Linked DNA regions of Ovis aries: region 2 is linked to region 1. A link is a contact called in public Hi-C data. All regions are on one chromosome and are shown on one strand. The core of a region is the stretch at or near the end of the contact, and the rest is flanking DNA. Distances in the headings are between cores, read along the strand shown. Region 1 has its middle 36 kb from the start of SNRNP48. Region 2 overlaps LOC132658319 (a long non-coding RNA gene).

What was found. Hi-C and Micro-C count contacts between places; a contact is called where the count stands out from the background.
Region 2: a contact with region 1 is called in a Hi-C map of liver, with 4 times the contacts expected there. The contact joins two enhancer-like sites. A contact is called at or near these places in 5 of 16 Hi-C or Micro-C datasets (blood, hypothalamus, liver and 2 more).

Annotation. Positions count from the first base shown.
Region 1 is chr20:46,944,394-46,951,464 of ARS-UI_Ramb_v3.0, forward strand. No RefSeq gene overlaps it. Among named protein-coding and RNA genes, the nearest start is that of SNRNP48, 36 kb to the right of the region's middle. Within about 2 kb of position 3,833, at least 2 of the 54 cell types and tissues checked have an H3K27ac peak or open chromatin away from gene starts, as enhancers often do. A contact at or near this core is called in liver, where this site is marked.
Region 2 is chr20:47,623,486-47,630,556 of ARS-UI_Ramb_v3.0, forward strand. It overlaps LOC132658319 (a long non-coding RNA gene), which reads left to right. Exons shown (of 2, transcript XR_009597761.1): 2 at 1-3,274. Among named protein-coding and RNA genes, the nearest start is that of LY86, 94 kb to the right of the region's middle. Within about 2 kb of position 3,971, at least 11 of the 54 cell types and tissues checked have an H3K27ac peak or open chromatin away from gene starts, as enhancers often do. A contact at or near this core is called in liver, where this site is marked.

The sequences.
Region 1 (7,071 bases), core at 2,583-5,082:
CTCATAAAGACAGCAGTCATCTCGGGTTTGGGCTCACCTTTGTGACCTCATTTAACCTAACTGTCTCTTGAAAGCTTTTGTCTCCAAGTAAATAACCGTCACAATCCGAAGCACTAAGGGCTAGCACTTCAGCATATGAACTTGAGGGGACACAGTTCAGACCATTGCAGTGGGTTCAATAGAATCAAACACAGCAGAGACACCCAGTAATTTAAAGCTGTGAAGTGTTCTTTGGGGGGATTAGTCACTAATTCGTGTCTGACTCTTTGGATCCCATGGGCTATAGCCCACCAGGCTCCTCTGTCCATGGGATTTTCCAGGCAAGAATACCAGAGTGGGTTGTCATTTCCTTCTCCAGGGGACCCTCCCAACCCAGGAATCGAACCAGGGTCTCCTGCATTGCAGGCAGATTATTTATTTACTGATTGAGTTACCAAAGTGCCCTTTGGGTTTGGCGATGCAGAGGTCATGGTTGACCTCAGTGCTGCTTGCTGAAGCCAGATGACAGTGGGTTATGAAGTTCTTAAGTGGAAACAAATAATTTTGGAGAAATGTGGATGAATGTATATCCTTAGAGAGTTTGGAAGAGGGGATACTTTTTTTTTTTCCTTTTTGGCCACACCACAAGTCATGCAGGATCTTAGATCCTCAACCAAGGGTTGAACCTGTGACCTTTGCAATGGATGTAGAGTCCTAACCTCTGGACCACTAGGGGTGTCCCTGGAGGAGGAACTACTAATATCTCCACCCACTTTTCTCATTTGGAAAGCAAAGTATAAGGATTTGACACCAAATAAATGAAGTATTATGAGTAGTATAATATCTAGAGTAGAATAATTTCATTTATTGAACACTTTTTCTGTGCTAGAAAAATTCATTTTAATCCTTCCAACAAATCTATAATGTAGTGTTGCTATCTTTATTAACAAGTAGAGGAACTGAAGCTTTGAGGGTTTAGGCAACTTGCCACGAAGATGCTACTTCAGATGGCCAGGCTGGGCTTTTTGAAAGCTACAAAACCCTGGTCCTTAACTACTTCATTATAGTGTCTGTATTTAAAATAGAAGTCAGCAAATTTGAGACAGGTTATTGACTAAAAGTTTGTAAGCTATTTGCTTAGATCGTAGAATACATTTTCCCATGGAAAGGTGATTGGTGATGACTGAGTTCTCATCAGCTCAGAAATGTATGTTTAAAGTATAATATATGAAAAGATGCTTTTTATACACTATCACAAAAAGAAAATTCTGCCACACTAATGATTAACCTAGACAGCATGTTAAAAAGCAGAGACATTACTTTGCCAACAAAGGTCCATCTAGTCAAAGTTATGGTCTTTCCAGTCATCATGGATGGATGTGAGAGTTGGACTATAAAGAAGCTGAGCGCCGAAGAATTGATGCTTTTGAACTGTGATGTTGGAGAAGACTGTTAAGAGTCCCTTGGATTGCAAGGAGATCAAACCAGTCAATCCTAAAGGAAATCAGTCCTGAATATTCATTGGAAGGACTGATGCTGAAGCTGAAACTCCAATACTTTGGCCACCTGATTCAAAGAACTAACTCATTGGAAAAGACCTTGATGCTGGGAAAGATTGAAGGTGGGAGGAGAAAGGGATGACAGAGGATGAGATGGCTGGATGGCGTCACCAACTCAAAGGACATGAGTGTGAGTAGACTCCAGGAGTTGGTGATGGACAAGGAGGCCTGGTGTGCTGTAGTCCATGGGGTCGCAAAAAGTCAGACACAACTGAATGACTGAGCTAAACTGAACTGAATGATTAAATAACAAAATTAGAATATCACTGATCAAGAAGCCTTTAAAAATTATCTTAAACGGCAGGACTTGAAAATGTCAATAAAGAAGTAGGTAGGAGGGAGATTCTGGGGCATTTTTTTTTTTAATATTTGAATTTGAAACCCATTTCTCTTTAATAAAATTCTAGTTATTTGTCTGAATTGAGTCTTAGATGCAGGACCTCCATCGTATCATTTGGAATCCTTCACTGCGGCCCAGGGACTCTGTTGTTGTGGCCACAGCAAGTTGCAACACCTGGGCTTAGTTGCTCCATGGTACGTGGGATCTTCCCGGACCAGGGATCGAAACCGTGTCCCTTGCATTGCAAGGTGAATTCTTAACCATTGGGCCACCAGGGAAGCTCTGAATCCCTTTTCTTTATCTTGTCCAATTTACTGCAAATATTTGCTTTCCCTTCATCTTCCTTGATTCAAGTCATTCATTGGCAGTGATTAAGGAGTTTCTTAACCAATAAAAGTAATTTTAAGATAAATAGAAACTTTTCTGGAAAATCAGCTAGTATTTATGAAGTTTAGAATAATGCTGGGCATAAAGTAGTTAGGTTATATGTGGTGAGTACTCATCTAGGTTCTTTGAAGGTACTGTGTTAACTCATTTAATCCTTATGTTAACAATCCTACTGCTGCTCCTGGCTTATATTGGGGAAACAGAGGTCCAGAGAGACAAGGAACTTTCCCAAGGTAACACAACCAGCAAACAACAGAGCTAGAGCCCAAACCCAGACTTTTGGGTGGCACTTAATGCCTTTAAGTGACAGGAAAGAGGCTACTGAAGATGTGGGTACCCATTTGTGATGGTTAGTTTTATGTGTCAACTTGGCTGGACTATGATATCCAATTGACTGGTCAGACATCAGTTGAGGCGTTGTGTAAAAAGGTTTTCTTTTAAAGATGTGATTTACATTTAAATCAGTAGATTTTAAATAAAGCAGATTACCCTCAAACATGTTGGGTGGGCCTTGTCTAACCAGTTGAAGGCCTTAGGAACAAAGTTTGAGGTCCCCCTAAGAAGGAAAAAGGGCTTCCCAGGTAATGCTGATGGTAAAGAACCTGCCTGCCAGTGCAGGAGACATAAAAGACACAGGTTTGATCCCTGGGTTGGGAAAATCCCCTGGAGAAGGGCATGGCAACCCACTCCATTACTCTTGCCTGGAGAATCCCATGGACAGAGGAGCCTGGCGGGCTGCTGTCCACGGGGTCGCAGAGTCAGACATGACTGAGCGACTTAGAGCAAGAAGGAACGCTGCCTCTGGATGGCCGCAGATGAGTTCTGCCTGCGTGTCCAGCCTGCAGACTCAAGACTGCCTCCACTCAGGGCATTCCCAGCCGGCCAGCCTGCCCTGCAATTTTCAGATCTGCCAGTTCCAAAACCCTGTGGGAGTCAATTCCTTAAAATGAGTGCCTTTCTCTCTCATTCTGTATCTTTCCTAGTGGTCTGTTTCTCTGTTCTCTAGCGTGAGTACCTTCACTCACACACATGTGATAAATCTTGCCCAAGGTCAGCAATAAAGCTGAGGGGATGAAGGGCCAGCTCAAAGGAAAACCTCGACAAGGGGAGTTAGGGAAGGACTCTGTGGGGAAGGGCTCCCCTTGGCTCCCTTGGACCCAGACAGCCTGGCTCCTCCCCAGCAGAAGGAAAGGTGCTGGAGAAGGCGGGAGGGCTCTCCGGCCTGAGCACTGGCAGGGGGCGGTGGCGAGGGGTGGGGACCTCAGGGACCCGCTCGTGTGCAGTTCAAGAGCAGTAAAGAAAACCTGACCTCAGCAACCGGGGAGGTCCTCGCAGGCTCAGGAACCACTCTCTCAATACCTTCATTACTTAATGTTTCCCCCACATGATTTTTGTCAACTTTTGGGGAAATAATCCCTAAACAATAAAATTCACCAGTTTTATGTGTAAAGCGTGATGAGGTTTGACACATGGTTCCCATCACCACAGGCACGACACACAGCGTCTCCAGCTCTCCCAGAAGCTCCCTCGTGTCCTCTGGCCGTCGATTCCGCCCTTCCCTGACCCCTGGCAAGCACTCTGGTTTCTGCCACTGTGGTTTCGCTTTGCAGAGGATTTCAGATCCTGGAATCATCCAGTATGTTCTCCCGCGTCCAAGCTGCTTTCACTTTGCATTACATATTTGAGCTTCATCCATGCGGTAACTTGTATCGGTAATTCACTCCGCTTGCTGAATGAGTATCCGTACAGTGAATATCCATCGTTGTACGGATGGACTGTGCTCCTTTGATCAGCGGCACGTTTGAATTGTTTCCAGTTCTTGTCTATTGTGAGTGAAGTCGCTGTGAGCGGTCAAGTTCAGGCCTTTGTGTGGACATGTGTTTTCACTTCTTTGGGTAAATACCCTATCAGTGGGATTGCTGGGTCGTGTGGTAAGCATACACTTCGTTTAAAAAAAAAAAAAAAAAACCTGCCAAACCGTGTTACTAGAGTGGCTGTATATGATTTTAGCTTACATTAAGGGGAGAAAGGAGAAGAAATATACCTTGCTGTTTAGAAAAAAAAAAAAAATCAACCCCTCATAAAAAGGCTTACAAGGAGGAAAAGCAGTTTGGAATTAATAGTGGGTTGCAATTCTGCATGCTATTCCTTTCCAGGGACCACAAAATCAAGAGCGGATGGTATCCTGACTTCTGCAAATTAACATAATATGAGATGGGAATATGAGACTATTCTCAGACCTCAAAATCAAGCACACTTGTGTGCGTGCACTCAGCTGTGTCTGACTCTTTGCAGCCCCACGGACTGGAGCCCACCAGGCTCCTCTGTCCACGGAATTCTCCAGGCCAGAAGACCGGAGTGGGCTGCCATTACCTACTCCAGGGGATCTTCCTGACCCAGGGCTCGAATCCGCATCTCTTGGGTCTCCTGGATTGGCAGGCAGATTCTTTGCCACTGTGCCACCTGGGATGCCATCAAGTACACTAGATAAAATGGATTTTTAAATCTTTCTTTAGATCAAGTAAATTTCAACTTGGTGGCCACATTCCCTGAGTTGGAGAGGAAGGGGCAGTTGACCTCTGTCCTTCAGAAGGTACTTTTTCCATCTTCAGGGAAGTAAAAAGGTGGCAGAGTCTTCCCTGGACCAAGGCAAAAGGATGGGTTACCAGCACCCCTCGGATAGCAAGTGACCAGTCCCCAGGTCACTTGGCTGTACTGGTGGGTCACAAGGATATTTTTTGCCAGTCTTAGAGGGCTGATGACAGGAAGCCTCTGTTGGTCCGAGTAGTTTCCAAGTGTCGAGTGCCTTGATACGCCTATGAAATTCTGGGCACACAGGGATGTTTGACCAGGCCAGGGATCCTGTGTCCTGCTCCTCTGAGACGTCAACTCCCCCGAGGCAGGACATCCCAAAGAACAAGCCTTGGAGGTCAGGTCTCCTTTCCACCCAAGTCCCTGGAGAAGGGGTGACAACCCACTGCAGTATTCTTGCCTGGAGAATCCCATGGACAGAGGGGCCTGGTGGGCTACTGTCCGTGGGGTCGCAGAGAGTCAGACTCTACTGAGCGACTAACAGTTTCACTTCCACTTTTCCAACCAAGTTACCTGTAGCTCCTTGAAGAAGAGAAAGAAAGCCACAAAGAAGGAGGAAAAATACTTTAAAACATTCTGCAAAGACAGTCACGTTTGATAACGTGGTTAATAGTAACTCATGTTTTCAAAGATGACAAAATGAACACACAAAACCAGCAGAAGTGTTGATACCAAATGAAAAGGGATCAATGAACCTTTTTTCCACATTCTGCCTTTGAGATGAAGACAAGTTCTGGGAGATGCCCCCAACCCGCTGAGAGACTTTCAGTTTGCTCCCAGAATCAATTAGCTGCTTCCCTGCGGGAAGCTGAAAGGGGAGGTGAAGACGGGCACCGCCCCTAGGAGCGGGTGGGGGTCCTGCTCTCAGCAGACTTCTCACAGGGCTTCTCTCCCCAGTATAAGTGTCCTTTTTCAAACAGTTTTCCTTTTTGATGCGGATCATTTTTAAAGACCTAATTGATGTTGTTACAGTATTGTTTCTGTTTTATGCTTTGGTCTTTTGGCTTCCAGGCATGTGGAATCTTCGCTTCCCGACCAGAGATAAAACCTACACCGCCTGCGCTGGAAGGCGGAGTCTTAACCACTGGACAGCCAGGGAAGGCCCGTAGATATGTCCTTTCAATCTCAGATGTTCAAGTTTTTTCTTGCAACAAAAAGGAAAAGCCAGACTCTGGTGGAGACGGTGAGGAAACCACAGGAGCCCGGATGGCGAGCCTGCGTTGTGCGTCCCGGGATAAGGTAACCCACGTCCAAGCTCAGGGCAACTGGGAGTCCCGCCCGTGAGGCTGTCTCCACGGACACGCTTCAGGTGCCTCTAGCAACCAGCATGGATCGCTAGCACCGGGACACCCCCGGCCCGCCCCCTGGTCAAGGTGATTTTCAAGGGGGCCTGGTCATCAGCTAGAGCATCTGACTCTAATCCAACCACTGGTGTCGAGGGAACCATCACTTCCACTCTGCCAGATCTAATGACACGGGCAGGGCTCACCCCCAGAACTCCCCACTGTGATTCCCCAGCTCATCCAGTAGACAGAGCCTTCCTCCTAGTGAAGGAGGAAACAGGCAGAACAGGCTCCATCTTGAAAGCAGGACTCCATCTTGGGCCGGACTGTGGACTTTGAGCTATAAGCCCAGTATCTATGGAAACGATGCACCAACTGGAAAACCAGACCCCTCCAGAAGGAAGAGCCCCAGGGCTTGTACCTAGACTCTCCGTTGCCTAAAAGAATTCGGTAATTATCTGTGTAACCAAATAGAATCGTAAATTCTATTATGCTTATTGGGGTATGACCACAGGCCTACTGATAATTGTCCACTGTTAACTACCTAGGCTTAAGGCATGTGAATCACCGGTTAACTTTGATTGGATCTTTCTTTGCCTTTGTTCAGAGTAGTTTCAGGGAATTTGGGGAGGTGGGTTTGGGCACGTACACTTAGGGTATCTAAGGTTTTCACAAAAACTGGTCGGGGTCCTTGGCTAAGAGGAGACGCTGCCTGGGCCCGCCGCTGTAGTAAGCTACACTCCAGTGTCCGCACTGTCCTCCTGAGTGGGTTTGTTTCCCGGAGCGCGTGGCTGCAACACTAGCTCACCCTCTTCTCCTGGCTTCCTGACAGCGCCTGCTTTTCTGCCTTCGTCTCTTTCTCCCTGCTGGCTGCTGTCCAGGGGCAGCACCTGTCCAGCTCAGTCCTCCCCCTCCACTGTCCTGCTGACCG
Region 2 (7,071 bases), core at 2,721-5,220, 680 kb after region 1:
CTTGGACACTGTGAGATAATACTTGCTTTTTGTTCTAAGTCCCTAAGTCTTGGGTAATTGGTTATGCAGCGAGAGATAATGAATATAATACCTTTAATTTCATTCTGATTATCACTTTGTCCCTAGACTTGCCACAGGACCTACTCTGTCAAGTCTGTTTCTTCCTGGCTCTCTCCACCTTTCTGCTGCCACTGGGCTGGCGATTCTTGGGACCGGCAGCAGAGCGGTCGTCCTCCCTACCCTGCTGATTCTGCTTGCTGGTTCCGAGGTCTCTTAGTCTTCCTTAGGCCTCCTTTCCTTTTTGTAAAAGAGTTTATTTAAAAATATATTTAAAAAATTGAAGTGTAGTTAGTTTAGAGTGCTATATTAGTTTCGAGTCCACCACAAAGTGATTCAGTTATATACATGCATGGTTCAGTTGCTGAGTCAGCTCTGACTTTCTGTGACCCCCTGGACTGCTGCATGCCAGGCTTCCCTGTCCTCCGCTATCTCCTGGAGTTTGCTCAAATATATATAGTTGTTTTCAGATTCATCTCCCTTATAGATGATAAGGTATAGAGTGGAGTTCCCTGTGCTCTATGTGGTAGATTCTTGTTGTTTGTCTGTTTTATATGCGAAATGGCAACCCACTCCAGAGTTCTTGCCTGGAGAATCCCAGGGACGGGGCAGCCTGGTGGGCTGCTGTCTATGGGGTCGCCCAGAGTCGGATACGATTGAAGCGACTTAGCAGCAGCAGCAGTGCATATATGCTAACCCCAAACTCCTAATTTCTCTCTTCACCACCACTCCCCACTATATTCTTTGAAAGCCCTGAGTTTGTTTTCTCTGTCTGTGAATCTGTTTTGCATTATAAATTAGTTCATTTGTATAATTGTTTTTAGATTCCACACATAAATGGTATCGTAGGATATTTGTCTTTGAATTACTTCGCTTAATTTGATAATCTCAGGGGTCATCCGTATTGCTGAAAAGGGCATTATTTCACTCTTTTCTGTCGGCTATGCAATATTCTGCTGCACGCATACACCATGTCTTCTTTGTCTCGTCCGTCCACTGTCGATGGACTCACGTTGCTTGCACGGCTCGGTTGTTGTAAATAGTGCTGCTGTGAACACTGGGATGCATGTGTCTTTTTATATTAGCGTTTCCTCTGGATATATGCCCAGAAGTGGGCTGCAGAATCATGTGATAAGTCTATTTTTAGCTTTTTTCAGGAAGCTTGATACTGTTCCCCATAGTGGGTACAGCAGTTCACACCCCCACCAATGGTGCAGACAGCCCCTTTCTCGCACCCTCTGCAGCCGGCATTGTTTGTAGACTTTTACATGCTGGCCATTCTGATTGCTGACACGTGGTTAGGCTTCCTTTTCTTCCTTCTTATTCTTTTCTTTTCCTGAAACTCGTCAACCACTAGCACTTAGGAAAAAGTCATGGGAGATTAAAATATATATATATTTTTATCCTTGTGTGTATAAAAATACCTTTACCTGCTTTCATTCTTGTTCCGTTTTGTTGTTCAGTAAGTCTCTGACACTTTGCCACCCCGTGGACTGTAGCCCCGGAGGCTCCTCTGTCCATGGGATTCCCCAGGCAAGAACACTGGAGTGGGTTGCCATTTCCTTCTCCAGGGGATCTTCCCAACTCAGGGATCGAACCCACGTCTGCTGTGTCTCCCGCCTTGGCAGATGGATTCTTTAACCGTGGAGCTGCCAGTGAAGCCCTGGTTATTGAATTCCAGATAGAATGTCATTTTCTGTTAGAATTTTGAAGTCATTAATTGTCCTAGCATCCAATGCTGTATCCGTTGTACCATTTTCCTTCCTGTTCCTCTGTGTTCTTCCTCGATTTTCTCTCCTTGGGAGTTCGAGGGCCCTCAGTTTCCCCCGATGTGGTGGAGTTTTATGATGACACACCTTGTTGTGTCAGTTAGGATCCTGGAAGTGAAGAAAACCCAATTAAAATGTCCCCAATGACAAGTGGATTCATTTTCTTGAATGATATAAAAGTCCTGGGATAAGGTGGCTTTCAGGTTGTTTAACTCAGTGGCTGAATTACATCAGGAACCCTGGTTTTAAAAAAATCTGTTTGTTTTGCCAGAATGCCTTGGGTAGTTCCTTTTGTGGGTACAATATGGCAATGGCTTATATTCCAGAGGCAGAAGTTGGAATTACCTTGTCCTCTGACTCTTTAAAACTGGAGAATGTTTCCTAGAATTAATCCCATCATTGGCAGACTTTCTATCAAGACCCCACACCCAAAATTAGGTGTTACGGCTCTTCTTAAATGAATCACTAGACAAGGGAAATAAAATTAATATGATTGTCTTCAGCTAATCAAGGTTTTTCCAGGGGTCATGTATGGAGGCGAAAGTTGGATTGTGAAGAAAGCTGAGCACCGAAGAATTGATGCTTTTGAACTGTGGTGTTGGAGAAGACTCTTGGGAGTCCCTTGGACTGCAAGGAGATCCAACCAGTCCATTCTGAAGGAGATCAGCCCTGGGATTTCTTTGGAAGGAATGATGCTAAAGCTGAAACTCCAGTACTTTGGCCACCTCATGCGAAGAGTTGACTCATTGGAAAAGACTCTGATGCTGGGAGGGATTGGGGGAAGGAGGAGAAGTGGATGACAGAGGATGAGATGGCTGGATGGCATCACTGACTCAATGGACATGAGTCTGCGTGAACTCTGGGAGTTGGTGATGGGCAGGGAGGCCTGGTGTGCTGCGATTCATGGGGTCACAAAGAGTCAGACACGACTGAGCAACTGAGCTGAACTGAACTGAATCAAGGTTTACTCCCTGGAGCTGAAGATGAGGTTGGTCTTTCCTGACACCATGACCTTGCAGTGGAGGCTGAGGACTTAAATACAATCTGAATCTTATTACAAGGAAGAATAAGGCAAATTGTCTAGTGACTAAGGGTTCTTCTGTCATTTACTGTGATGGAAACCCAGTGATCTGTCTTCTAAAAACTTGTCAAAGTCTCCCATCCATCGACGCCCCCTCCTGTGTCCTTTGTCTTTGTGGGTCTATGGCATTTCATTCCTTTATCACCATTTTAATAGGGTTTATGAAGGGAAAGGTGAAAAATGAGTGGTCAGTCTCTCTTCCTGTTTGGAAGCCCCCAGCCAATGTTTCTCAGACTGGGAGCTGTAGAGACTCAGTCTGTACAGCCTATAGTGAGTGAGCTATGACTAGCGTTTTAACAAATGAAAGAGCGTAGAAAATGCCAGATGGTGTGTATTGCACAGAGTGAGATTAAATATTGTTTCAGTTGAGTATGCCTGTGTTGTGTGTGCTGGGAAGAGATGTGAAACATGTTTCTCCCTACAAGTTGCCCACAAAACTATTTGGAAAGCATTAAAGAAGGGGCTTCCCAGATGGCTCAGTGGTAAAGAACCTGCCTGCCAATGGCTGAAGATGCAGGTTTGATCCCTGCCTCAGGAGGATCCCCTGGAGGAGGAAATGGCAACCCACTCCAGTATTCTTGCCTGGAGAATCCCACGGACAGGGGAGCCTGGTGGGCTACAGTTCATAGGGTCACAAAGAGCTGGACACGGCTGCAGCAACTGAGCACGCGTGCACTTTGAAGAAAGCTCTTCTGAGCATTTTGTGCCCTACAATCCTGTCTTACTCGGGGTGGTTTTACGGGTACGTGAGGCTCAGAGAACATAGCAAGTCCATCCGACTCCAGTCGGCATGAACTAACGTGATTTACGCATAAAGACATGGTTCAGTTCCACAGAGTCAGTCAAAACTCCATGGAAGTAAATGTGTTACTGTTTTCATGTTATTCGTCTCTGTTTTCCCAAGGAAGAAACCGCGCTCCAGAAGTATCCTTGGCTGGAGCAAGGCAGTAGGCAGGTGGGCCTGAGAGGCTCTGGACACTGAACGTGGAGCCTGGCTGAGATCCGCTCCCCTCCCCCCGCCCCGTGGTCAGGGCTGGGTCACAGCCCTCGCTGAGTGTCCAGGGTAACCTCTGCAAACATCTCTCCAAAGGCCGCATTCCCCAAATGTTTGGAGAGCCTCCGACCAGAAGAGACGCTAGGCTTCCGCTGAGTTACGTAACAAAGTACTAGGCGCGAGGTTTGGTTTCAAGGCCTGTTTTCCACTCAGCCTTGCTCTTCCCAGGCAGCTGTATTCAGCAAAGACTGATGGGTGTATTTCCTCCACCTAAAGGTTTTCAAGAAGTGAAAACATCCCTCTGGGCGAGGTCACCATCAACCTGAAAGTCTGCTCCCTGGGTCCCCGCCCAGGGCCGTGGGCGCCCCCATCTGTCGTGCTCACGGTGCTGCCGCCTCTTCTGCTTCCTTCCTGTGTCCCCTTGTCATTCTAGCCTGTGTTTTCCACTTTCCAATTTTAAAATTCTTTTTTTTTTTCTAAAATATCTTTGACATGGAAAAATCGTACCTAATTAAGGTGTCCAGCTTAATGTTTTGATATACATAGACACTGTGGGGCTTCCCAAGGTGGGCCAGTGGTAAAGGATCCGATTGTCAATGCGGGAGATGCAAGAAATGAGGGTTCAGACCCTGGGCGGGGAAGAGTCCCCAGAGGGGGAAATGACACCCCATTCTGGTATTCTTGCCTGGAGAATCCCATGGACAGAGGAGCCTGGCGGGCTACAGTCCATGGGGTAGCAAAGAGTCAGACACGACTGAACATCTGAGCAGAAGATAATATACACGTAGACACGGAAAAGATCCCAAGCTGACTGACACATCCCTCACCTTCACGTAGTTTCCGTCGTGTGTGTGTATGTGTGTGAGAGGTGAGATGGTTTCCCCTTAGCTCAGTCCTCTTTTGCAACTCTCAGGCATCCAGGACAGTATTGTTAGCAACAGTCACCACGCTGTATGACAAGTATGTTCTTTCTGTCTAGAACATACTCATCTTGCGTAACTGAAGCCCTGTGACCCACACCATGCCATTTCTCTCTCTGTCTACTTGCCAATTCTGTGCATCGGACTATCACAGATTCCACCTACAAGCAAAATCCTACAGTGTTTCTCTGTGTCACAGCACGGGGGGCTCCAGGCCCACCCATGTTGTCACAGGTGCTGGCATCTCCTTTTTAAAGGCTGCACAGTTACTGTCTAACCTTATTTCTGATGCCGAGGTGATCAGAGAGGCGTGCACCCCAGTCCTTCATTCCTCGCATCAAAAGCCAACATTCTTTACTTCTCAATATTTAAAAATTGCAGCAGAAGGCTTGGAGTCCTTTTCTACATTGTCCAGCTTTTAAACTGCTGTCAGTGGGAAACTTAGTCTGAATACCGCGCCTGGTGCTGTTGGAAGTTGGAAACCCTCCCGGCAGCGCGAGGCTCCCGTTCAGTTCCAAGTGCGTCCTATTCTCTACGGTGTCACTTCTATAATTAGCCTGTCCCTGGCTTAGAGGCTGCAGCCCCTCTCCCTTGGATCATGGGATGGAAGGAGGGGGGGACGAGGGCCCAGAAGCTGAGCCCGACAGGGTCCAGAGCTAGGGGTGCTGGGGGTCCTGGCACCCTCATTCTTGCTGTGTTGCTGCTTTTCAATGCACGTGATTTGGGAAAAGACATGTGAACGGTGCTCGGAAAACCATCATCGCTCCATGAAGAAATGGCAGGCACGGCCGCAAGCGCGGTGCAGTGCGGGGACCGGCTGGGTCTCTGGGAGGAGAGGAGATGGGAGAGGTTGAGGGATGGAGGAGGAAGTGAGGCCCTGGGGCCTGTGCAGGGGCTGAAACCTCGGGCGGGGGCTTTGGCGCCGTCACCTGCAAGCAGACACTCCCCAGCCTGTTAGGGCGCAGCCTGTCCTTCGCCTGGACCGGGCTGGCCAGGGGCTCGTGGGAAAAGACAGTCCTTGGATTGCACAGACACCTCTGCTCCTGCCCCTGGTGACTTGGACGGAGGTCAGGGCTGAGCCGCGGCTCCGGGTTCTGCTCCTCAGCACGCTGCCGGGCTCTCCCCTTGGGCAGGGTGCCCCAGGGGTCAGAAGGAGGGATGCTGGGAGCTCTTTGAGTGCAGAGCTGCTCTTGCGGGGCACCCCAGAGCGTCAGCTCCCGTCTGCCCCGCCCTCCCTCTCTGGGCTGAGAGCCGCGAGGCTGACACCCATCAGCTCAGAGCCCGGCACTGCCCTCGGAACTGAGCCACCTCATCGCACTTGGCGGGGTCGCACTTCCCTTCTCAGACCCAGCCAGGCCCCCAGCATCTGCCAGCCTCAGGGCGCTCCCCTGTCCTCTCAGTCCAGAAGGCTGAAGCACGCTGGGACACACGATGCCCTCTCTGCTCGAGGTCCAGGCGCTGAACTGGGGCTAGGAGAGGCCGAGGAGCCCATGAGACGCAGGCTCGTGGGGCGGGAGGTGTCGCTCTGCTCAGGGGCCTGCGTCTCCTGGGTTTATATGCCCAGCCTCTGCCAGGACATGCTGCCTGGCTCTTCCCTGAGCAGTGTCTCCTGCACACGGCCTGGCTTGGAGGGACGTTCCTCTGTCTCCCAGCCCAGCCCTCCCTCAAGTCTCTCAGATTTGTTTTTCTGCTGACACGCGGGAACCCCAGCATGTGTTCTCTGAGACGCCCTGCCCTTGGAAGAGAAGCCGGCTCTAGTTATCTGTTAGCACATGCTGCCCTCTATCGGCTCCCTTGGCAACAGCAGCCCCATGCCTTCGTGGAGGGTCCACAAAGAGATTCCTTGCAAGTAAGCAGGCTCTTTCCCTTCCCCCAGCACCAAGGACCAGCCCTTGCTCTTGGGAGGGGCTGGGGGGAATGTCAAAGGCAGGCAGGCCTGGTGGGTCTGGCTGGGGGCTGGAGGGGGGAGCGGCCCAGTGTCTCACTGCCAGCTGTGAAGTAACTGGAATTTTTTAGCTTGGGAGCTGGGACCAGCCTGTCCTACGGCCGTGCCATCCACCTGCTTGCTCACAGCTCCTTGCTGGGCCTAAAGAGGAGGGTGCAGGGCCTATCCTCTGTGCACCCCGAGTGGCTTCCTTCTCCTGCTTCCTGGGGACAGGGCTCCCCTGCTGCAGCCCCGAAAACCAGCTCAAACGCTGAAAGGCGAGGCAGGGAGGACACACACACCTCGTGAAACAGCGTCTCTTGTGT